2 separate regions of the Mus musculus genome follow, and region 1 is linked to region 2. The links are chromatin contacts, called in public HiChIP or PLAC-seq maps. All regions are on one chromosome and are shown on one strand. Each heading gives the region's core, a stretch centred on a gene start, on an enhancer-like site or on the middle of the called end of the contact. The rest is flanking DNA. Distances are from core to core; before and after follow the strand shown.

Region 1 (4,713 bases), core at 102-2,601, 290 kb before region 2:
TGGACATAATAAGGACTAGGACAGCAAAGATAGACAATGAAACCTCGCCTCAAAAAATAAAATATAATTAATTAATTAATTAAACATTGTTAACACCTTCCCCCCCAAAAAGAAAACAAATTTTAATGAAACAAGGAAAAATTAACATAATTTGGGTCCTGATTTTTTAAAAAATGTTTAAAATTTAATTGCAAGAATCTAATGATTCAAAAATGTGCACAAGTTAATTCTACCCAGAAAGAAAGAAATTGTGATGCTATTCGAATTATTAGAGTATGTTTGAACTAAATTCGGCTTGAAAGGAAAAAAGGGTAATCAGAAATAGATGGATGGAAAGAACACTGTCTTCTTTACCTTTCTCGCAGATTTCACAAATCCCCATCTCAGACTGTCCAACCCTAAACAGTCCCTGAATTGTCAACAGAAATTCTGTGCAAGCCAGTGGATACGCTATGTGATGTTCACCACGGTTAGTGTCAGGTCATAGTCTCAGCACTGTCCCCTGATCTCCTTTTCAGCCTGCGACTCAAACAGGGTTCGTCGCTTCCCTCACTAATTTTGCTTCAGAAACACCGATTCTACTACAGCATCCGGGGAAAAGTCGCAAAAGGGACGCAGGAAAACGCCTGAATGCTGGGCTCACCTGAGGCTGCACAGTGCTCGACAGGGAGAACATCTCCGGGCCCTCGAGATCTTACCGGCCAGCCGAAACTGCTTCTTAGCTTCAGCTCCGAGGAAAGGGGCTGAGCCCTTTTATTTTCTCTTTATTTCTCTTTGCTTTTCTCCCAGTTTCTCCCTTACTCCTCCCAGAAACGAAAAAATGGCTTCCCCTCCCGACAGCTGCTACGACGACATCTGCCCCGGAAGACCATAGGTACAGTGCTTCCGGAGCAAGCCTCCGCGTTCACCCCGCCCCCGCCCGTCAGCGCTCCGCCTCTTCCGGGGACTCTGTCACTTTGGGGTGGTTTTTCGAGGTTCCTATCACCACCTCCACAATAAATTGGATGTTCTTCTAGTCGCTCCTACTCTGTTTCTGAATTCAGTACGCGGTCAAACGCACTTAACGCTCACCCAGGCTCTCCACATTCTGTGGCTTCGCTAGCTTCCACACATCATCCCTAGCCATTGCTTTACTTAACAGTCGGCCTGGCTTCTAGCTCATGCGGAGGGAGGGAGAACTGCAGATCTTGACTGAGACTCGGAAGGACCCCACCAGACTACATAAAGTCTTAGTCCCTTGCTCATTGGCCAGAATGCACTGCCTCGTCACAAAAACAGCCCGTGTATCCGCGGCTGAGCCCCGCCCAGCGCCCCTTCCGGCAGCGCCGCCGGCTCCGCCTAGCGCTCCGCAGACTGCGCCCAGCAGTGCCGCCGGCCCCCACCCGTCGATGCCTGCTTACAGGGAGCCGGCAGAGCGCAGACGCGCGGTGACGTCACGGGAGGCGTCCGGCGTAGGCGAAACCTTTTGAATCTAGCTGGCGGGAGTTGCTGCTGCAGGGCGAGCTGTGCAGCAATGGAGTCCGCCTCGGCAAGTGAGGAGAATGAAGGAGGTGCGGCGATAGAGGAGTGCGTGAGTAGGATCCCGGTACCAAGACCACCCTCCATTGAGGAGTTCACCATAGTGAAGCCCATTAGCCGTGGTGCATTCGGGAAAGTGTACCTGGGACAGAAAGGCGGCAAGTTGTACGCAGTGAAGGTAGGCAGTCAGAAGCGAGAAGGTCTTAAATGGTCCTCCCTCGCGGACCTCCCTTTTGAGTTGTTGAACAAACTCTGGAGCTGCTGTACCACTAGCCTGGAATGCCCGGCTTACAGAAGCCTGCACAGTCCTGCTTGTTGACTGTGGGCGTTTAGGCAGACTGCAGTGAGCAGGTGTCTGTCCTTTCCCTTGCCCTGCCCTTCTCTGTATACTGAGAATCATTAACCCAGTGAAAATAGCAAAACTTACCCAACTGTGCCCTGGCCATTGTTAACAAATGAGAAAACTGCGACTGAAGGCAGAGGCTTGAAGCCACACCCATGACTCCTGAGTCATGTTTCAAATCAAAACGGCCTTAAGTACTTGTTGGTTATGTTTTCCTTGTTTGACATACATAATAGCCGAAATCTTGCTATCACAAACAAGATTGGTTTGTAGACAGTTCAAATCTCACTCTTACCAAAAGGAAGCTGCATTATATTCGAATTTTCTGTGACACAATTTATATTGTGAAAGTTTTTAATTGTAGTATTATTTATTTAAAGTATCACCGGGATTGTGAGTTTGTTTTGCTTTTTTACTAACTTGAGCTTCACCTGGATTAACTTCGGTACTTTGATTACGTTTGTAATGGTCACTTTCCGATGATGCTTTAATTCCAGCTCTTTGATAAGCAGGAGCAAGTGATGCAAAACCAAAATTTTTGCTTCTCAAGATTTCCATCGTGATACGTAAGCTGTAAGTTCATTTATTATAGAGCAAGTAGAAAGAAATGTGTCCTAAATCAAGCGTTTCTTATCTATATGTGATCGTAAAAACAGTCAGTGTTCACTTAAAATTGTTCTGTCCACCCTAGCTTCTCATTACTACTTTGTAATGAGAACATTACATTGTAAACATGACAAAGGAGGCTACTGGCTGGCTCAGATTCCTGGTACCCAGTGCTTGGAGACTAGCACACAGTTAAGATAAGCAGCCCCTTCACCTGACTACCTAAATGACCTCTTCCTTTGCTTCTTTCCCTTTAATAGTACCAATGTCACCTCTACCCTTCAGGCTAGAAACTTGAGTTGCCCTTATATATTTCATCAATACACCACATACCCTTTGTTCCTGTTGTCCCTCTGGAAAAAAATGTTTTGTTTTTGTTTTGTTTTGCTTTTTTCATTCACAAGTGGATTTCTCCCCACTTACTTGTTCAGTGATGACTTTTGTAAATTAAATAGTATTGAAAACCAGTTTTAGGGGCTGGTGAGATGGCTCAGTGGTTAAGAGCGCCGACTGCTCTTCCAAAGGTCCTGAGTTCAAATCCCAGCAACCACATGGTGGCTCACAACCAGCCTAAACGAAATCTGATGCCCTCTTCTGGAGTGTCTGAAGACAGCTACAGTGTACTTACATATAATAAATAAATGAATTTTTTAAAAAAAAAAAACAGTTTTAAGGAATAGTTCCATAGCCCAAAAAATTACCTTTTTGCCTATTCACAGTACCTCTTCCCTTAATATGTCAGCAGGTAACTACTATCCCTCTTCTCTCTGTTTTCTGTCTCTCTTTGACAGTCCCAAATAGCCTCAGACATATGATGGAACTGAGCATGACAAGCCTTAAATTACTGATACGTATGGCTCCATCCCCTAAGTGAAGCGACTACAGGCATGTACCAACAAGCCCTATGTACCAACTCACCTTCTATCTCTGCAAGATTGCCTTTTCTGGATAGTTCACATAAATGGAATCATACAATGTATGGTCTTTGATGTCTTCTTCTTCTTCTCTTCCTCTTCCTCTCCTTCCTCTTCCTCCTCCTCCTCCTCCTCCTTTTTCATTTGCCTGGTGGTTTGAGGCTCATCGGCTTGAATTTCTGTACTTAGTTGGTTGGAGTAGTTTCCTAACTAGAATCATTAACTTTACTTTAATCCATTCTTTAGGTTGCAGTTTGCAGGCCAAAATCCAGGGTCCTTAAAAATTCAGTCAGATTCCCAATTTTTGGCCCTTGATCTCTACTTTATCTTCCACCTAACCTATATTAAAGCAACATCCAGGCAACTAACTGGTCCCTCAAAGCCATGACTTATTTCCACACCTCAGGACTTAAGTTTATCCTGCTTCCTTCTTAACTGCTTTTGTTCTACCTTTCTAGGCTTTTCAGCCATTGTTTTGTTTTGAGGTTTACTTAATTCCCGGGAAACCTTCTCTGATTTTCCAAACTCAACTCACTGAAATTGTTACTTTGTATGTTGCTGAGATATTTGCTTTTCCTTCTCTTAACACCTCAAGCAGTCATTAATTATTGATACGAAAACACCAGTTAATCTCTCCTGAAAATATTTTGGGTACCTTGGCATGGTACCACCTCATAAGCTTCATAGAGCTTCTGCCAGTGAGATGATAGGTAGAATCATGTTGTTGGCTTGATTTGTTAATCTCTCTTCATTGCTGGGAGAGAGAGACCTGGGGCTTTACCGCTGTTAGGTTAGTGGTCTACCGCTGATCTACATCCCTAGTCTTTCCCTTGGTTTTCATAAGGAAAGGAGGTAAAGCTAAAATGTGTCATGTATTTATCATTTTATTAAATACTTTAATGAGTGCCTTTTTCTTATGGTAGTAATAAACATTCCAGTATTTTTTATTGTTCTTTATGAGTTTCTCATCATGCATGCCAATCCCATATTCCTCTCCCCATCCCTTTATACCCACCTTCCATCATTGCACCAACCCTCCAAAAGAAAACAAACAACATCTCATTGTGGAAGCTGTAGTGTGTCCCACAGTATAGCCTTTTCCCACACTTTTTACTTACAAATGGTCATTTCGAGGACTTTGGCTTCTGCTACACTATCAATATTGGATCTTCACCAGGACCTCTCTTGGATATATCCTGTTGCTGCCCTGTGTCATGGAAATCCTGCAGTTTTTAATCTGTAAGACCAGTCCCTTCACATGCTACAGCAGTTCATAGGTGGTGTAGATGTTGGGGTGAGACAACTCAAAATCCAGATTTGGGTGGTAGCTTA
Region 2 (5,013 bases), core at 362-2,861:
GAGACCCTGTTTTAATGCAATAGACATAGAGTCTTAGAAGAAGATGTCAGATGTCCTCTTCTGACCTCTATTTGTGTGTACTTGCACACATGTATACACATACATTTACATAGATACTACAGACATGTAAAAATCAGTAAAATCACGAAGAAGAAAGTGTCTAATTTTTCCTTCAGAGATATTTAGAAATTTGATATTGTTACCTTTAGTTTACTCTTAATATTAAATATTCCATTTTTTGGGTTTTGTGCATATCATAGGAGTCAAGCAAACTGTGCAAAGTGCACCAGTTATTTGTGTCGAGGTGTCCACTCCACTTAAGAAGCACAGTGAACTATTTAAGTATGTTATTCACCTAACTACAGGAAAACGTGGTTGTACCCAGAAATCAGGTGGCTTTTAATATAAAATAAAGGGCCACTACATTTCTTCCAATCCTCTAACTTCGTGGTTCTGAGGTGAGCTATCTGGTTGACACCAAGTTCACACTTCAGAGGTTCTTCGGGCTCTGTGACAAAGTCTCAGAGCCTGTCACAATGCTAGCCTTGGTCACCTCACCTTACTTACTTCTGTATAACTCAGCCTTTGATTGAGAAATTACTTACAAAAGGGCTTAAAGAAAACACAAAATCAATGCCAACCAGCTGGAATCTTCCTCGTGATCCTTGTCTCTGATCTTGAATAATAGAAGCTCTGAGTGTGTAATGTCAAGGCCATTGCAGAACATTCTTGCTAAAGGGGATCCTAATGTCCTCTAAACTCACAAATGAGGAAAGAGAGCATCAGACAAGGTTAAACAACTTGACTTGGGGTAAAGGTAACATCAGGATAAAAATTAGAATAAAATCCTCTTTTGTTTAAGCCCTGGGAGTTGACAATATAACCCCCAGGCATGTAAAAAGATGGAACGCAGAGACAAATGCCAACAAAAGTGTGGTTATTCTGTGATTTCATAATAAAAGTTTGAAAAAGACTGAAAAATCATATTGAATGAGTGTTAGAATGTTTGGAGAATGTCAATAAATTCCATGGAAGGTTTGGAAAGAGGCAGAATCTAAGGTGGAAAGGAGCTGAGGCAGGACTGTTTCTAGGCTCTGGTGTTACTGATATTTTAAAACTGCAATGATGCTGAGGTTGACCTAGATGATGAACTTAAGGATGACCAGACAAAGGAAGGAGTAAGGAAGACGCTGATAGAAAATCAGGACTGCTGCTTCAAGGATTGGAAGATGAAGGGATCTGAGGCTGATCTCTCTGTTCAGAGCTTGGTAAAGCACGTGGCTATTACAGATCTGTGTCCGCTGAAAAGTAAATGCCACCTCACTGTGTATGAAGCAAGTTTGTAGATGTCAGGTTAAGATGAAGTTATATTGAACTGGTATATGTCCTAAATCCTATGACTCTCCTTCCTTACAAGAAGATGAAGAGAAATAGATGCAGGCACACACAGTGACAATGATGACCGTGCGCTGATGAACAAGGGGACTAGTGTCATGTAGCTTCAAGACAAGGAATTCGAGGGCTGTTGGAAACTTCCAGAATCCTGGGGAAAGGCATAGAACAGATGGCTCCAGACTTTTCAGGAAGTAACTCAGCTTTTTTTCTTTGTTCCTTTTTAAGACATGATCTCATGCTACCCAGGAGAGCCTTGACTGGGACTCCTTAGTGTTGGAAGTCACTATGCGGGGCTCTAGTCCTGAGTGTGTATGTATGTGTGTGTGTGTGTGTGTGTGTGTGTGTGTGTGTGTGTGTAGGTCAGAGGACAACTTCTGGGAGTCAGTTCCCTCCTGCCACTATGGTTCCAGACACTGAACTGAAGCTTGCATAGCAAGCTCTCTTCCCCCAATTCTGATTTTAAAATGCAAGAGCACTAAATTTCGACTATCTTTAAGCCAATTGGTAATGTGTTAGGGAAGAAGTGAGTGGAAGACTAATGTGGAGATGATGAGGTCATTAATTTGGGGAGAGATTGCTGAGGATGGAGAGGAGGTCGGGTCAGTGTCTAGAAGGTGGTGGCCGAGGTGTCCTTAGATTTGCAGTCACTGCTGCTGTCCAAAGGTGAGATCATTACTGCAGCCTGGGGATATTTTGCATACCCAGTAGCTGGAACTGTGGCTAGGATATGAATTCTCACAGAGAGCAGCAATATGGTGAGAATCCCACTCAAGTATATCCAAGGCTTTTCTTTGTTCCCAGCTGCAAACCTAATGTTTTCTATGGATCACAGCAGAAATACGATTTATATTAAAAGACAGTTTTTAACTGCTTTGTGAAACTCTGTGGCTGATGTTTTGGTCTTATCAGATTTTAATCCCCTCTCAAGATACCTTTGGAGCTATGCTATACTCTGGTTTACTGAAAAGAAGATAGAAAACATTTCTTATCAATGCTTAAGGTATAACATGAAGGTCACTCAAATGGAAGCGTTTCTTCCTTGAAAAGCCCACAGCGACCCTCTTTCTATCAACCTGTGTGCTCAAATAAACTCCCACTCTACTTCAAACAGGCTCATCCTAAAATCCTTTCTGCACAGAGTCAGGGATTCAGTTTCACTGGAGTCAGTCTATGAGAATAAGGGAAGCTCCCAGGTTGTTGGCAACCATTCTGGCCTGTACCATCGCTGACAATCTGAAATCTGATTGAAAAGTATCTGGAAGAATAGCACCTGAGCTGCACTGCTGAGCTCCCATTCAGACTTGGCCACTTACAGCTCAAGTTCTATATCCATGAACAGAATGCTTTATAATTGTTTGCTGTTATTATTCTCACTGCCCTCTCATAAGCAATGGACATGGATGCACAAAATCCAAGAGACAGGGTGCTGTCTTTGGCGATCCTCCTTCTGACCTCACCAGGACCTTTACCATTACGGTTCTTGTTCTAGAGTGTTTTCCTTCAGTTACAATTCCCATATCACTTCATTTATGTCTTTTGCCAAATGTCAACACCTCCCTGCCCCTATCTGAGGGGAGCCTGACCCAGCTCTGGTCAGCTCTAACCCACTCCTCCCTGTTTTGAATCACATCTGTATTTGTTACCTGACATCTCAGCACATGCTTTTCTTCACTGTCAGTTCCTCACACTGACCTTAAACTCCAAAATAGGGCTCATTGTACATTTGGTTTACTCCTGTTTTCTCTACACCTGGAATGTTCTCAGAACACAGCTGCCACTCCATAAGTAATGAGTGAGTGAATGAGTTTAGCACTCTGCCTTGCTTCAGTCCCTTTACAGCCCTGGTTCTGAGCTTCACATTATGAGCACAGGATTTCTCAACAATATCAATGTCAATATTGGGGGCCAGGTCATCTGGTTGTGGGCTTGTTTCCTGCATTAGTAATATCTAATGTCTCTGGCTTCTGTTAGATGCCAGGAAGTAGTGCCTGGTCTCTGTCCCGAGTTATGAATATCAGAATGTCTCTAGGTATAACCAATGTCTCCCAGGAATTATAAGGCCCTGGATGAGACCCTCCAGGGAGTGTCATGCTGACTAGGCTGGTATGGTGTTCATTATTGTAAAAATTATTGATAAATTACTAAAAGTGGGTACACAGCAATGGAAAGACGGGCATAATATTGAGCCCTTAATGAAGCCACGAATTCCAGGCAATTATTTGATTACAATAAGCAATGCTAATTGTGGATGAAGACAAATTATTGAATATTTGACTTGGCTGAATTATTAAGACGAAGAACAGCACTTGGGAGGCAGAGGCAGGTGGATTTCTGAGTTCGAGGCCAGCCTGCTCTACAGAGTGAGTTCCAGGACAGCCAGAGCTATACAGAGAAACTCTGTCTTGAAAAAAACCAAAAAACCAAAACCAAAACCAAAACCAAACCAAACCAAAACAAACCAAAACAAAACAAACCAAAACAAAACAAGACTAAGAACAAATGCAAACTTACCTTAGTCTTAAGTCCAGAGCTCTGTAGGTCAAAAGACACTCAAGCATAATTATAAAAATAACCCACTTGCTGACCCGAGTGGTCTGAGAGTCTAACTTTAAGATGTAAGCTGCCTCAAATTTCTGATAACACACATTTCCCCTGGACAGTATGCACCTTTAAAAGTCTCACAAGCTAAACTTGTCATGGTGGTCCCTGCTTGTAGACCCAGCACTTGGAAGGTGAAAGCAATGGATTAAAGGACCAGAAGAGTCTCAGCTACACAGCCAGCTTGAGGCCAGCATAAGATACACAAGACTTAAAAACAAGGTTTACAACCTGGGCAATTTTTTAAAAAGGCTTCTCTATTGTTTTTCTAGAAAACATTGGCAAGATCATAATTTCAAAAACATTCATACAGTGGAATAAAAATATAAGAATTGAAAACTGGTCTGTTTTATTAATGGAGTCTTAAATTAATTTACTCAAAATATAAAACTTATGTTTTTAGAGTTGATAAATTTAAATAAATTTATTTAAGCATATTAAATAAATTTAGATTAAAATTTTTAGGATCAGATGAAAGCTTTTGAGGACATAAGTTGATAGATATCACAGTACTTTGTTATTTTGGTTTAAAACAACACATTTTATAATATCATACTTAAAATTTATGAAATAACATTTAACATTGGTTCAGGCAGAGGCAGGTGGATTTCTGAGTTCGAGGCTAGCCTGATCTACAAAGTGAGTTCCAGGACAGCTATACAGAAAAACCATGTCTCAAAAAACCAAATTGAAATGACTTAGAAGTCTAAATGAGTATGTCATGACGTACCTTTAAAACAAAGCAGTGGTCAGTGGGTGCTTTGTATTTCATTTTACACTGAATCCCATAGTAAATGTTTACATTTTCAAACTGTATAAAACATGCCAGATCGCGGGATGTCTAAAAGACAGGGGAAAAAAAAATCTCTCTGAGATGGCAGTTGCTAATTCCCCCAGTTTCTCTTTGATGCTGCAATAAAGGTTCTTTTAGTAAGTAAAATATTGAAATTTTAGATAATTTATACAAACATCTTCTGAACACAGTTTTCTCTAAGTCAAGCCTACATAAAAGATGACAAT

Evidence for each region. HiChIP or PLAC-seq counts read pairs in DNA pulled down with a chosen protein or histone mark.
Region 1: an H3K27ac HiChIP or PLAC-seq map of microglia shows a contact between it and region 2, with 5 times the contacts expected there. The contact joins the promoter of Mastl here to the enhancer-like site in region 2. A contact is called at or near these places in 2 of 39 promoter capture datasets (the C10 cell line and pre-B cells), 2 of 115 datasets of contacts at active chromatin or transcription factors (embryonic stem cells and microglia) and 3 of 9 other capture datasets (adipose tissue, liver and macrophages).

The regions. Positions count from the first base shown.
Region 1 is chr2:23,152,662-23,157,374 of GRCm38.p6, reverse strand. It overlaps Mastl (microtubule associated serine/threonine kinase-like), which reads left to right and starts at 1,351. Exons shown (of 12, transcript NM_025979.4): 1 at 1,351-1,696. The coding sequence starts at 1,514. It overlaps Yme1l1 (YME1-like 1 (S. cerevisiae)), which reads right to left and starts at 870. Exons shown (of 19, transcript NM_013771.5): 1 at 644-870. The coding sequence starts at 676.
Region 2 is chr2:22,858,044-22,863,056 of GRCm38.p6, reverse strand. Apbb1ip (amyloid beta (A4) precursor protein-binding, family B, member 1 interacting protein) reads right to left here. Exons shown (of 14, transcript NM_019456.2): 10 at 4,724-4,834. Among named protein-coding and RNA genes, the nearest start is that of Gm52503, 33 kb to the left of the region's middle. Within about 2 kb of position 1,611, at least 7 of the 459 cell types and tissues checked have an H3K27ac peak or open chromatin away from gene starts, as enhancers often do. A contact at or near this core is called in microglia, where this site is marked.